Linked DNA regions of Mus musculus: region 2 is linked to region 1. The links are chromatin contacts, called in public Hi-C maps. All regions are on one chromosome and are shown on one strand. The core of a region is the stretch at or near the end of the contact, and the rest is flanking DNA. Distances in the headings are between cores, read along the strand shown. Region 1 overlaps Dennd2a (DENN/MADD domain containing 2A). Region 2 overlaps Agk (acylglycerol kinase).

Region 1 (7,638 bases), core at 2,484-4,983:
TGGTTGAGGAAAAGCGAGTCTCTACTCACGACACTGTGCTGAAGCTCTTTACAGAGAAACTTAGAAACTCACACATGCGACTTGTAATAAATCCAGGATCCCATCAGACAGTAAGGGAAAAGATGATAAAACATAGCAAGCTTAAAAGCTAGGAAAACACACCGTAGTGACTGGAACTGCTAGACACAGTAGTGCACACCTATAACCTCATTCTCTGGAAGATGGCGGTAGGAGGATCAAGAGTTCAAGGCCATGGGGCTGGAGAGATGGTTCGGTGGTTAAGAGTGTTGGTTATTCTTCCATAGGACCCAGGTTTGATTCCCAGCACCCACATGGTGACTCACGGCCATCTGTAGCTCCAGTTCTAGGAGCTCTGATGGCCTCTATGGGTGCTGCATTGCATGCTCAAGGTGCACACACATGCAGGAGAAACTCCCAGAAGCTCTGATGGCCTCTATGTGTGCTGCATTGCATGCTCATGGTGCACACACATGCAGGAGAAACTCCCAGAAGCACTGATGGCCTCTATGGGTGCTGCATTGCATGCTCAAGGTGCACACACATGCAGGAGAAACTCCCAGAAGCTCTGATGGCCTCTATGTGTGCTGCATTGCATGCTCATGGTGCACACACATGCAGGAGAAACTCCCAGAAGCACTGATGGCCTCTATGGGTGCTGCATTGCATGCTCAAGGTGCACACACATGCAGGAGAAACTCCCAGAAGCACCGATGGCCTCTATGGGTGTTGCATTGCATGCTCAAGGTGCACACACATGCAGGAGAAACTCCCAGAAGCTCTGATGGCCTCTATGGGTGCTGCATTGCAAGCTCATGCTGCACACACATGCAGGAGAAACTCCCAGAAGCTCTGATAGCCTCTATGGGTGCTGCATTGCATGCTCATGGTGCACACACATGCAGGAGAAACTCCCAGAAGCTCTGATGGCCTCTATGGGTGCTGCATTGCATGCTCATGGTACACACACATGCAGGAGAAACTCCCAGAAGCTCTGATGGCCTCTATGGGTGCTGCATTGCATGCTCATGGTGCACACACATGCAGGAGAAACTCCCAGAAGCTCTGATGGCCTCTATGGGTGCTGCATTGCATGCTCATGGTGCACACACATGCAGGAGAAACTCCCAGAAGCTCTGATGGCCTCTATGTGTGCTGCATTGCATGCTCATGGTGCACACACATGCAGGAGAAACTCCCAGAAGCTCTGATGGCCTCTATGTGTGCTGCATTGCATGCTCATGGTGCACACACATGCAGGAGAAACTCCCAGAAGCTCTGATGCCCTCTATGGGTGCTGCATTGCATGCTCATGGTGCACACACATGCAGAAAAAACTCCCATACACCATCCTGTCAAGCCAATGACCAGAGTGATCTCTGGAACCCATAGTAGAAGGGGGAACAGGCTCCTGAAAGTTGAATTCTGACCTTCATATATGTATGTGCCTTGGCACGTGTGTTCCTACACTCATACACACATCACAGACACAATTATAGATAGGTAGATAGATAGGTAGATACATACATACATACATACATACATACATACATACATACATACACACACAGATAGTTCAAGACCACCGTAAGCTAAATTTGAAGCCAGCCTAGGCTACATGCTCAGGCCTGGGATTTCCTTCTAGCAGAAACAGACCTTTAGAAGACAGGATTTCTTCCAAGTCTCTAAGACTAGGTCAGTTTTCATGTAAACCGTCCAAGGGGCATGCAGATACACTCTTCCAGGAGGAGTCTCCTACTATGGCCAAGGACCATGGACGCTGACATCCATTTTCCTTGTCCAAGCTCTCCTCAACCAAGCATGAGGTGCCTGTTTCTCTAACACACCTCCGTCCCCACTCCCATATTCCTTCCTTTCCCTTCCCTTCCCCATGCTAGTGGGTCACTTGTGCGAAGGCCACGGGGAGGCCTGCTGTGTACGCCCACCTTAGAAGTTTCTGTTCCCTGGCAGGTGATTGAGCTGTGCCGACCGCTGGACTCCCGGCTAGAGCACGTGGACTTTGAGTCTCTGTTCTCCTCCCTCAGTGTCCGACACTTGGTCAGTGTCTTTGCCTCCCTCCTTCTGGAAAGGAGAGTCATCTTCATCGCAGACAAACTCAGGTACCAACCTCTGCCACTTCTGACAATACCTGTAAATGATGCTTAGTCTTAGACTCTCAGCGTGTAGATTGGATTCTGGGAGACAAGGATGACCTGGAGGCCTGTGAGGCTCACTCATGAGGTAAAGAGAGATAGAACTGCGTGGTGCCCATGCCTCTCTGCTGTTTGGCCTGCTTTCCATGGGTTTCACTGTGGGCTAGGCACTCTCTCCTATGAGAACGTGGACCTGCCCTCCAGAGTTCTAATTCTGTTGGGGGACCAGGAAGTAAGCAGACTACACCACACCATGGTGGGAGGGCTTGTTAGAGGCAGTGAGTTTGGGAGATAACAGAGGCCACTCCTCACCTGCTGACTTGGTGCTAAGACTGAGAGCATGTTACAGAAGCTGTCTGTACGAAGGCAAGGATAGTAGAGACTGAACATGTCACCCTCAGGGACTGTGAGGCAGCTCCCTGATTGGAGTGGAGAACGAGGGTGGGCAGGAAGAGATGAGATTCTCTGATTCTGAAGGCCACATCACAAATCAAAGAATGTCCAGAGGGAAATAAGAATTTGCATTGGTGGGCTAGAGAGATGGCTCAGAAGCTAAGAGCACCAGCTGTTCTTCCAGAGGTCCTGAGTTCAATTCCCAGCAAGCCATGGTGTCTCACAACCATCTGCCCTCTTCTGGCAGGCAGAATACTGTATACATAATGAGTGAGTAAATCTTGATTCTGGATTCTAGCAAAGGAATGGTTCCAGCATTTTCATGATCTCAGTCAGCCCTTTAACTCCAGAACTCTGGAGGCAGAGGCCGGCAGATCTCTATGAGTTCAGGGTACCATGCACCACCTAGAAAGACCTTCTCTCTAAAAACTAAACAAATGAAAACATTGAGGAGCTCAGCAGATAAAGGAGCCTGCCATCAAGGTAGACAACCTGAGTTCAGTCCCCAGGACCTGCCCAGTGCAAGGAGAGAACCAACTCCCGCCAAGCTGTCCTCTGATTTCCTGTGTGTGTGTGCACGCACATGTGCACACTCACACGTGCACACGCACACGTGCACACTCACACAAGAAACGTATGGCTTTAAAAAAAAAATTCTAAAACACTGACCTGGAGCTTTTTAGAACCATGGGAGAATATGTGAACCTGCCACTCCAGAAAAGGCCAAGAAGGGGGCCACCAACAGCTAAAATAGTGGAGGCCATCTGGGAAGGAGACATACCAGGAGCTAACAAGCAGAGCAGTGCTGCCTGTGGTTTGGAGAGGAAATGACTGAGCTGCTGCAGAGAACAAAACAGGGGAAGGAGAATGAAAAGGACAACATGTTTCAACGTGGAATTCATCAGGGGGCTGGGGAGGGGTCAGCAATCCCGCCCTGTGCTCAATGCATCCATCTGGTCACCTTTAGGATGCTCCTCTTTGGACCGTTGCCATTTGGCTATTCCCCGGCTGCCCCTACCTCATGTCTGAGCTCTCTGTTCACTTTTAAATGTCACCATCATTGTTCCCTGTGCATTTCTGTTAGCTCGGGAAGCAGGCCCTGTCTTCAGCCTGCAGCTGGTGCTAAGAGCCGGGCAGCTCTCCAAGCTCCTGGGCACTGGGGAATTCACACAGAGAGCTCCCGATGTTGGGGCTAGAGCCCTGGAAGCCAGGGATGAGTAATAACCCTTTAGTGACCAGGATCAGATTTCATCAGCTCTGTGGTGACTATCTCCATGTTCTGGAAGGCCCACTCACCTTTCCCCAACAGCCCCCATTCCCTTGGATTCAGGGAAGAGGGAAAAGATGGATTTCAGAAAGGCCTTGGCATAACGTGGAGACCAGCTAAATAAACCCAGCACCTGCCAGGAGTGGGGGTCACGCATCCCCTCGGGGACTGCCTCGGGGGTGAAGGTGTTAGACTAGCGAAGGCCAGTGTGGAGAAGATGCCCATGACCATGAGAACAGCTGAAACTGAGCAGGCCAACCAAGCATCATGTATGCATTTTCTGGTCAGAGAACACTGAAAGGAAAGGTAGGAAGAGACAGGGAGGTAATGTCTAAAGGGCAGCTTGGGCTCAGGATATTAGAAAACTGGAGGAGACCTTCTACCCAAGTGTCAAGAAAAGGGTACGGCCCACCTGCTCTCTCCTGGGCAGATTGCACGCTAGCCAACCCCTCTGAACAGATCCCCCTGCACCCGAGTGGGCTCCCCTGGGGCCTCAGCTTTCGTTCCCGGAGGGCCTTCGGTCTTTTTCTCCTCACCTCACCTTCCATGACAGTCTGCTCTTGGAGTTGTGCCCTCTGTGAACAGCCTATGGTATCGAAGAGTCACTTACATTGCCCTCTGAGGCTTCAGCAAGCAGGCTGCAGAGCCCATTGCCCAGTGTGTGTTTCTTTTGCAGCAGGATTGTGGTAAAGTTTTATGCCTCCTCAGGCACTGGAGAGCTGCCTGACACTGGAGATAATGGGGGGGGGGGGGCTAGGAGCTGCCATGCAGTGGTGGGGCTGGGGATGGGGGTGACAGGACAGCCTCTGGGCCCTGTATCCACAGGAATGCAGGAAGTCTTTGCCAGGTAGGCCACGCAGACCCTTTGAGAGTCTGGTGGTGCAAGCTGCCTATATTCCAGTGTGAGTCGGCTGAGGTAGACTGGCTTTGAGTTTCAGGTTGGTCTTGTCAACATAGCAAGAGCCTGTCTTGAAAAGGTTTGAGATTCTTTTCTCTTCCTTTGTGGCTACAGAAGCTAAGTATTTTTGTCTAGAACCAACCTTCTCTTGGTGGCCTTCCAACAGGGGCCCCAGTGGGTAGTATGAGTAGGTTTCTCTCAGATCTGAGATGATCAGACTCCCTGGGCTAAGAGCCTCCAAGTCTCCTGGCACCACGTTCCATAAGATTCTCTGATTCGTAGGCCTGGTGGAAGGATCTATTTGTTTCTGATAGATGTATTGGGTAGTAGCCATGGGGAAATGAAGGTTCTCTGTCCAAGCCTTAACAAACAAGGGGCTGGGGTACAGGCTGCATGTTTCTTGATCTGGACGATTCTGAGAAGAAAATCATTAGCGTAAGTCCCAGCTGTTGCCTTCATCTGAGCTGCTCCTCTGCTGAGCACACACGGGTCCCGATCCTCTTCAGCTGATGGTGGAAGGGAGAACCTACCTACCCTACCCCTCTTCCTTCCGTGCCCCAGTCTCAGTGAGGCCACCAAGTGGAGCATGAGAACACCATAGATGACAAACCCAGGGAGTGACCCTGTGACATCTGTGGTGGACCTTAGCTGCCCTCAGCACTTTCCTCCCACCCCACCCTGCCCTCTTCCACCCCCCCACCCCCACCCCCAGTGCATTTAGTTATCTTTGCTGAGGAGTCTAAGCACTGGAGAGAAACTCACTGGGAGTCAGTGGCAGACACTCTGACTTACAGAAGGGTTTGAAGTTGAGCCAAAAACCTATCACATTTAAAATAACATGTTTGCTCTGTTTCATCTTTAGGGTGGACATTGAGTGTTTCTAAAGGTTCTGTCAAGCTCGAGCTTGACAGATGGAAAGCAAAGAATGCTGTTATGATGGCCTGCTCTGTCTCCATAACAACCCAGATAAATACCCATCTTCATTTTCTTTATGATAAATATTTTGTTTCTTATTTACTGGTATCAGCTCTAAAAACCTTCCGCAACTGTAGACCATGGCTGCACACAAGCAAGTTTGTATAAAAGTTTTTGATGGCAGAGAGTTTAATATTTAATATTCTATCTTTTTCCCAGTGTAAGAAATCAGAAGCTGAAGGTCCGTGTCCCAGCTAATGAGTGGGATGTGGTGACCAAGTCTTGACAATGGTGTCTGAACCTTGGGTTTCACACACAAGTCACAAGACAAATAGGTTCTGGTGTAGCTGTATGTATTCATTCTTTTGTTCATTCCTCTATTTTATTTATTTGAGTACATACACTGTAGCTATCTTCAGACACACACCAGAAAAGTGCATCGGATCCCACCACAGATGGTTGTGAGCCACCGTGTGGTGGCTGGGAATTGAACTCAGGACCGCTGGAAGAACATTTGGTGCTCTTAAACACTGAGCCATCTCAGCCCCTCTCCATTCATTTTTACTCAGTTTCCATAGCTTCAGTGAGGTCCTGTATGTCTTCTATACCCAACTACACTCAACAGTGTGGCACCCAAAATACTATACTTTTGCGGGTCCAGCACGTTCTCAGAGTGGTTGACAAGAGTCTAAGAAAAGCTCTATGGAAAGAATTTTGATAGCATGATAGTACATTGTAAAGTCATGGGCCAGGAAAAAAGGATGATGGTGAAGTACTTGCCTAGCCTGTTAAAATTCTAGCTTCAGTTCCCAGCACTGAAAAGCAATTAGTAAATATCACTAGCTGGGGGTAGCTTGGATGGTAGAATGCTGGGCTAGTATGCTCTAACCCCTGAGTTCCAATCCCCGGTACCTAATAAAACCAGGCACAGGGGTCCACACCTGTAGCCCAGTACTCAGGAGGTAAACGCAGGAGAATGAGAAGGTCAGCTCTCATTACATAATTCGAGGCCCCCAGGACATATGAGATCCTGTCTCAGAGTGGGAGGGTACATTCTGAGTGAACTCCCTTGGTTTGTAAGATGAACACCAGGAGGATAGCTTTTGGAGCGTGGTTTAGAGGCTAACAAAGCAGTATATAATGTTCTTTTCCTCAAGCCCATAGCTAACTGTCCCTCGCTGGGACCCGTCCATCCCAGCTCTTTCCTTGAAGTCAGTGCCCACCCCTTTCACGCTGCCTCTGCCAGGCCTTCCGCTTCAGGACTGCCTTCAGTAGTTCATGGACACCAGGGTTATCTCATAGTTCCTCCGAGCGCGATGTCACCATTGTTCCTCGATCCAGGCGTGCTAACAAGCCTTACCATGATAGACTTGACTCATTTTGTGGGTCAGGAGAAAGCTCCCATGTCTAGCCCCTGGATGTGTCGTTATACAGAGTCAGAGTGGGTGGCTGCTAAGGCTGGAGGGGACACTGGGACTCGTCTAGGCCGGCTCATATCTACCGTAGGGGTAGAGTGGGGGGCCTAAGGTAGTGAAAGGTTCTTTCTGAAGTCACACAGAAGATAGCAGAATGAGACCCTTCAAGGGCCATGTGTGCCTTTTAAACTCGGCGACATGTTACTTGAGAGTTAAAGGTGCAGTCAGAGAAACATGGTAGTCTTGCTTGGTGATACAATTTTGGGAGGTTTCATCATGAGCAGCACAACCTGAGTTTTAACCCTTCACTCCTGTTCTTGGAAATGGCGTGCAGTGGGATACCTGCCTGCTCATCATCTGAGCTGCTCCTGGGTGTCTGATTCAGGAACCCAAGCACCCAGAACCGAAACATTTCCAGATGTTAACTCTCACAAGCACATGCTGATGTTCTAGCACAGTGCTTCAGCCCTTAGGAAACCACCACCCAATACTAAACGTCTCGTCTCGAGGCCTGACCTCCCTCTCTCACCTGCGTCCATCACTGAGCCCTCTCTCTGGCCCAGCCACCTTCCTACTGGG
Region 2 (7,638 bases), core at 1,985-4,484, 910 kb before region 1:
GTCAACACAAATATGTGATTTTAAAAAATATATATATATAATACATTTAAGTTTATGAAGTAGATTTAAAACACTTTCTCCCGGTATGGTTGATTCACCTGGGGAAGCAGTTTTTTAAAAATGAAGAACCCTAGCTTCCTGCCAGGTTGAGTTACAAAGTCAACCTGGGGGTAGGTCCCAGGTCAGTTAGTTTTCAACATGCGCCTCAGTTGTACACATGCAAACTAACAATGAGGAAGCACTAGTTTGTTTTAAAATAGCATTTTACAATACGTCTGCCATGGCTAAAGAGGGAACAACCTCACATTTGCTTTCCGGATGAGACCAACCAACCAAAGCAGAGAGCTCACAAAGGAGCAGCACCCATGAGAGAGCCCAGAAAGAGGGCGAGGCTCCCGGAGACAGCAGCTGCCTCCCCGGGGTGCCCCAGGACGGTCAGAGAACCGAAACAGGAACTTGGTCTACAGATTCCACTCTCCACTGTGGGACAATCACAAAACTCCAGCCCTTCCCAACTCAGGGAGTACAAGAACGTTCTAGACCCAGCCTGAGACAACCACTGTGTAAGAGGGATCAACTACCTCAACATAAGGAAAGCGAGGGTTAACAGGGTACTGACCACAAACAAGTGCATGACATGGTATGTGCTCTAGGAAGCAAACAGGAGGGCTGGGGGTACTTGCCATGAAAATTCCCTTGGGATCCTGTGACCCTCTGGGGACAGAAGCACACACATCCCCCATGTGGTCCCACTGGTGGCTTGCAGTGCAGCCTGGGAGTGCCCGCCACGCTGTCGCTCACTGGGATGTGCTCGGCAGCATTTGCTCTCTCTTCCTCGGATCACAGAAGAACCGCAGCTTTCTGGGCAGTAGTTTGACCTCCACCGGCATGGCTTCGTACTCCTCGCTGTCAATGCTGAAGGAGCCCTCAGTTCCCTAGAGAGAGGCGAGTACTGAGCACAACTGGGACCTTACTGGATGAGGAAGCGTCTGCAGAGGACTCAGCCTAACAAAAACCTCTCAGTCCTGACTGGTTCTGGAAGCATCAACTCTCTAGTCCACAGAGAGGGGTTTTCCTTTGAAACCTTCTATCTCAAGAAACACTTTGGAGCTTGAATAATATTAGAATTTTAAAACATTTATCAGAAGGCAAGAGCATTTACATATTATAGATACATGAAATTGTCAAAGAACATAATCAGGATATCCACTATGGAAAAAATAAATTGATTATAGGGCCAGAGACAATAAGTCTCCTTAGCAAAAGCAGCTGATACTCCTGAGAGGTACTTTGTGTCCACTGATTCATTTTCATTATTCCCTGAGACTCAGGGTCTTCAGACTTGGATGTGCCAACACTAGTATCATTAGACCCTGTGCAGTCCTGCCATAGCTCATTCAATTCAGCATTTGCTCCATGAAATTATGTTGGCCACACATGTCAACACCTTGCATTTGCCTACAGTTTCAATGCAGTACAGCAACAGCATGGCCATAACTCTTTAGAGGCCTGAGTAAATCTGACCTGGGGCCGCAGCAGTCAAGTTACCTTCAATTCAAGTACCGCCACTTCTTTATTCCTATTTACAAAAGTTGTTATTCTAAGAATGGTACTCTATAGCATACTTTACAGGAAAGATAAAACCCGATACCCACCAAATGGAAGATTCTTCAGATAATACTATCATAAACATCTTCTGCATTCCTGGCATGAAGAAGCAAAGGTTAGGGACCTAAGGATCACTTCGAGGGAGAACCTTGGCCTAGAGACGCTAAGCCTCAGAGGCCTGCTCCAAATCAGTAGCATGGAAGCGTTTGCCTTTCTTTTCTGGTCTCCTTTAACTCAGACCTGATAACGAGTTGTTAAACAGAAGGGACCTAAATGGTAGGCGTTAATATGGAAAGAGGAAGAAAATGGAGAAAAAGACAAATCAACTCAAAACAGCTTGTGGTCCATCTTACCTCAGGAAGAACCAGAGTACAGTGGCTGGCTTGGAGGCACTCGGTGCCAGCTGCACGCAGGCCAGGGTCTCTCACCTTCTTACTTCTATTAGTATAAGAAAAAGCAAGGTTGGAATCTTTGATGGCAACTGCAATAGACCTCAGAAAAGCCCACCGATGAGGGCAAGAAAGGCAGAGTGCGGAGACCAGGGCTCAGTGAACAAGTCTCCCTGGGATTCTAACCAGTGTTGGGGTACATTCTACGAGACTGACTGACTTGCTGTGGAGTGAGAACTGCATAAAGCTGCCATGAAGTTTCTCTCAATTTTCTTAATTTTAAAATGGTTCTACATCTATCTATCTAGTTGTGCATCTCAAATGTAAAAATTAAGATGTAATTCAGTCATTTGAGGAAAGCATCAAAGTTCTGTTCCTTGGTCCTTGTGATCCTTTATGAAGGGCAATTTATTCTGCTTTAGGGTAGATAATGCTTTTACCCTTATAAATAGTCTTAGCTATTTTCTCATCACTCTCCATAGATAACAGCCTCCTTAGCACACTTACCTTTGCTAAGTAGCCTTGGAGTAAAGCAATCAGACACAAACATGCGAGACCTCAACACACATGTACTCCATTTAGTTAATTATGGTAAATACAAAAAGAGAGAAAAGGATAGAGGGAGAAGTTTAAATCCAGCCTGAGCTACTTGGGGAGTTAAAGGCAAGCATGGGCTATAAGAGACTTTGTCTCAAAAAAAAATCTTTTGTTATTTTGAAGTAGCAATTTTTTCATGTATGAATTTGTCATCAGAGTTTCAGAACCAGCTTCATCAGGTTTCATTGAGATATTTAGTGGATGCATGCATTGCACAAATTTACTTCTCTTAAGGACCAAAGGGAAACTTGCTTAAAGAATGCTGAACATAATACCATTTAATTAATTGATACAGTGGGTTTTTTTGGTTTGGGTGTCAGTTTTATAAAGGAGATTTGAATATGGCTGCTCCCATTAGCTAGACGCACTTAAGATACTGTGCGATTTATGCACACTGTGGAAGGGACAGGCTTTTTTTCCTTCTTCCTTTTCCCATACAGCGAGAGTAATCAAAGGCTGCAGAAGGGACCATTCAGTATCTGAAGAATTTGTATCAAAGGCGAGAACAACACAGACTAATGAAAAGTGTGCTGCAGCCAATGCTGGAATAGATAATGATGCAGCCATGGAGACACAGTTGCTGCAGGAGCAATGTCCAATCCCTAAATTGGGCACAAGAGGGAGCACCAGGACAAAGCAAAGGAGGCTGAGCAGATTACGGGTTGGCATGGGAACGAACATACAGCTCCTTAGATACTTTGAGGATGTCTGGAGAGTTTACAGAATACTCAGCCAATGAAATTCCAGCCAAGGCAGGAGTTAACAAATCAGGCAGGACTTGGAAGAGTCTACTGTATTAGAAAAGGGGAAGCCTAGGAAATGTCCAAGTAGATATTCAGTGTCCTTTCAAGTTTGTCCTTGATGTTCTGGGAATGGGAAAACAAGGTGAATAGCATGCGCAGTAAAAGTCGCCGGGAAGTGCTACTCAATGTCAAAAGCCTCCTTGAGACTGACAAGTAGTCCTCAGGTAGTAGACATGATGATAACCTTCCATTTTACAGATGAGAAAGGACTCAGACAAGTCAACTGCCTTAGAGTTCCAGAGCCAGTGAGGAGGCAATCAAGCTCCCTGAGACTATAGATAGTCCTTAGCACGGCCTGAAACACCGAATTCTTTCATTTCAATGGAAAGGCAGACTGTTAACGTTCTGTTCTTCCCAAAATGAGCAGAGAGGGCAAAAGTACACATGCCAGCTCCATTCTAAAAAAGAAGGCCAGAATTCCCAGACAGACAAGGCCGTTGGCAGGTCTCCATCTTAGACAGACAGCACACTCTGGATAGAAAGGTTTGAGGACACCAGTTCCTTGATGAAGCCCCATTTCCTACAGACCAGGCACTTACCCTATGATTATGAAATCTCCTTTGCTGACAGTGTCAGGTTCAATGCAAATGTTCATAAAATCCTCTTTGCTCTAGAAAGATTAAGAATGGGAATGTTAAGACTTGGAAATTGGGCTAATGAAGCTGTCGCCCACAGGTGTCTGGGTTCTCTAAAATGTTCTAAATGCAACTGGAGCAGACAATAGCAACCTACTTATTTCCCAATAACGGTTGCAAAACTTGATGGTTCTATCCATACAAAGCTCTGAAAGCCTGATGCAGAAGAAAGTGCTATGAAAAGAGTCATGAATCCTGTCCCCCTCCTCAGTTTCCTGCTAGTCATTAGCAAGCAGCACCAGCCTAGCCTTCAGTTAAGCAATCCCAACACTTCTGTATGGCCTTCTTGGGGAAGTTCACAACTTGTAGGCCCAGGAGAGCATACACAAGCCTCTGTGAGCCACTGCCTGAGTTTCAAAGGTACCACTAAAGCACAGCTGTATCTCTCAACTAGGAATTACAAAACACATTGTTCTGACATAATGACCGCTCAGAATCTACATTTCACATTTCATCCAACTACCTACTAAGAGTCAGCCACATTTCATCAGCCCTCAGAATATTTGGGTTAACACAGAAGGAATTTTGCCCACAAAGAACTTACATTTCACTGAAGGGAATGCACAGAAAAATGAAGCAGTATATTACTGAATGTACAGAAACCGGGTATACTAGAAGTACATCAGACTATATTACAAAGTGTCATAAACAGACAAGGAGTCTGAGATTGCACTGGTGGTAGTACAATTTTTAAAAAGGATTTATTTCTATTTACTTTATGCGAAGTATGTTTTGCCTGCATGTATGTCCATGCAGCACAGGTATCCATGGAGGTCAGAGTTAGATGGCTGTGAGCTTCTGGGTGAAGACCTGGGTCCTCTGGAAGAGTAAGAATGCTCGTATGCTATGCAGCCATCTCTGCAGCCCCAATGACTAATATTTTAAAGAGAGACCAGGTGAGAAGGTGACTGATCAAAAGAAGCCCAGGAGGTCAGAAAGGAAGGAACACACTTATCAGGGGAAGCAGTTTTCACTGTTTAACAGGTATCCCTGGAGGGTTGATTAACATCAGGATTCTGTCTGTATTTGTTGATTAAAAGTTAATTTAAAAAACAGTACCTGCTATCATTCTCAGAGTTAGCTCAGTAGGACTGTTGTAAAGCTAAGAATTTTTATTTCAAACCATTTCCTGGTAATCTGATGTTGCCAATCTAAAGATCATACTTTAAAAAACACTATTTCTAGGGACAAGCCAAACATACAAAGGGAACTTTAGGTAGGGTTGTCCCTGAAATGTACAGACTGAGTGGTAGGGGAAAGAAAAATGGATGACTATAGTGGGGAAGAGTGCATCTGTATGGGTAGGGCTCTGGAGACCACTTTAAGGAAGGTGTCTTTTAGGTTGAGTGAAATGGAGAGGCAGTGGAAGGCTCTAAGGAGGGAAATGTTCTGGCTTGTTTGTAATAGGGTCACTGCCTGCTGTGCTAAGAATTGAGACAGGTCTAACTGCAGAGGGAGGCAGTGAGCCAGGACAAGACATTACAGAGAAATGAGAAGGAGCAGTGAAGGCTCAGTAGATGCCAGGATGGCATTGGAAGAGGTGAGGAAGAGGCTGAAAACTAACTAGTGACTAGTTCTAATGCCCAGGAGATAAGGGAAAGGAAACGGGCATGTTTAAACTTGCAGTGGGCAGCAAAGCCATGCTCCAGTGAGAATGGACATCAACATGTATTTTCTTTTAAGAACCAGAGAGAATTATGTGAAGTTTCTCTGATGGCCATTAGATTCTGCTGGGTGCTATAATATGGTAGCATGTTTGTGTTCCACTAAAGTCCACAGAAAATTGAATTCTGTGTGATTCTAACTTATTAAAATAACATCCTAGCTTGAAGGCAGCTGGCCAGTTGGGTCTATGGTTATCCTCTGCTGACAGCTTTCCTCAGCTTTGTTTAGAGGCACGGCTAGGTTACCTGGAAATGTCGAGTCTGTGGATTAGCCTCCAGATTTTGGTAGAGGAAATATAAGCCTGGAATCAGACTAATTTTGTCCATATGGAGAAAATGCTTTTTAAAGTATCAACACCCCAGGCCTGACAACAATTTTCGCCTTTATCTTGTGGGAACACACGTTTGGTCCTGTGATGTGAGTAAATTTCCCAGGACTGAGCCTGTTTCTTGGGAGGAGTTCTTTCTTCAACTCAGATAGTTTCTCACATACACATATCAGTGAAGATACAGACAAAGCCAACCGATCTCCGTGGATCTTGTCAATTCCTGGCTCACTCCGAGGCAGTTTTCTTTTATTTTGCTCTGAATTCTTATTGCCCAGATGCCCCTGAATTCTCAAAGATGCCTTCCCAGAAGAGACCATGGACTCCTGGTAAGTCCATGTCTATGCTGTGGCCTCTCAAGCAGGAAGCTAGGACAGGAACAAGGCCAACCTTATCTGAGTGCCTTCTCTCTGGGACCACTGTCATATACTACTTATTTCTTGCCCATAGTAACTTCACAGATTTTGTTCAGTGTTTAAGATATGAAGGTAAAGTAATTGCTTGCTCTATATCTTGGCCAATAGTCTCACATGCATTCAAAGACCAGCTCATATTGGCAGATTCAGTGAGAATCCTATTGCCTTAATGGATGATGAAAAGATACTTGATAGAATTTAATGTCTAAGATATTTAGTTAATAAACTCTTGGCAAACCTAGCAAAGTTTTTCTTATGAGAAACTTCCTCATCTAATAAAATGTATCCCCAAAATCTATCAAATTTAAAAACAAAGCAATGGCCCCCATTAGCATTACTCCTGGCTGGCACTTTTTGCTGTTGATAATAGCAAAACCTATAACAAACCTAAAATAACTCACAGGCAAACATAATTAATAAGAATTTAACTAAGATGCGGATTCAGCATCAACACACACACATACACACACACACACACAAACACACACAATTACATGTCTGTCTCTTCAGTCAGAGAAATGAAGTTTTAAGAGATTATACTGATAATAGTATCAAAAGTAAGATAACCATGAGTATACCTAGCAATAGACAAATACTAGAGAGAAAATCATAAAACACCTTGAGAGATATTGAAGCCCTCAGTAAAGGAAGGGATACATCACGTTGATATGCCACAGGGTCAATACTATAGAAATGCCATTTTTCCTCAAGTTGTATGTGTACAGTGCAACCGTATAAAACTTCTATGAGGAACCTAATAAACACCCTCAAGTATTTATAGAAAGCATGGGGCTGATGGGACGGCTCAGGAGTGTTTGTTGCTGCTCTCGAGGAGCTGAGTTCAGTTTCTAGCACACAATGATCTGTCCATCTCTAGGGGAAAGAGTCAATAAACTGATCTGATTAATTGGCTACTCGAATAAGTAAATAAAATTGGAGCCTTTACCTGTGCTATTCACAAAACTCAATTATAGGTGGCAAGTTTTTTAAAAATAACAATGGAAGTAACTATCTCATGAAAATCATTTAAAATCACTCAGCAATATATGATGAGCATCTTGCCACATTAGTAAATATAAAGATTATATATTACTTTAAACTAAAGCATTAATAGTTATTTACTCAATCTATTTAATATACTGTGCTACTAAAGAATAAACATGCTTATTTAAGAGACATTAAATTTCTGAAATTCCACAA

Evidence for each region. A called contact is a pair of places that touch in the nucleus more often than the background predicts.
Region 2: a Hi-C map of cortical neurons shows a contact between it and region 1, with 3 times the contacts expected there. The contact joins two enhancer-like sites. A contact is called at or near these places in 4 of 484 Hi-C or Micro-C datasets (cortical neurons, palatal mesenchyme and stem cell-derived motor neurons) and 1 of 115 datasets of contacts at active chromatin or transcription factors (astrocytes).

Annotation. Positions count from the first base shown.
Region 1 is chr6:39,474,701-39,482,338 of GRCm38.p6, reverse strand. Dennd2a (DENN/MADD domain containing 2A) reads left to right here. Exons shown (of 19, transcript NM_172477.4): 13 at 1,990-2,138. Gm52860 (a long non-coding RNA gene) reads right to left here. Exons shown (of 3, transcript XR_003956284.1): 1 at 1,965-7,638. Among named protein-coding and RNA genes, the nearest start is that of Gm52860, 8.1 kb to the right of the region's middle. Within about 2 kb of position 3,733, at least 68 of the 459 cell types and tissues checked have an H3K27ac peak or open chromatin away from gene starts, as enhancers often do. A contact at or near this core is called in cortical neurons, where this site is marked.
Region 2 is chr6:40,389,022-40,396,659 of GRCm38.p6, reverse strand. It overlaps Agk (acylglycerol kinase), which reads right to left. Exons shown (of 16, transcript NM_023538.2): 14 at 3,937-4,007; 15 at 1,962-2,046; 16 at 1-935. The coding sequence ends at 798. Among named protein-coding and RNA genes, the nearest start is that of Dennd11, 43 kb to the left of the region's middle. Within about 2 kb of position 3,234, at least 21 of the 459 cell types and tissues checked have an H3K27ac peak or open chromatin away from gene starts, as enhancers often do. A contact at or near this core is called in cortical neurons, where this site is marked.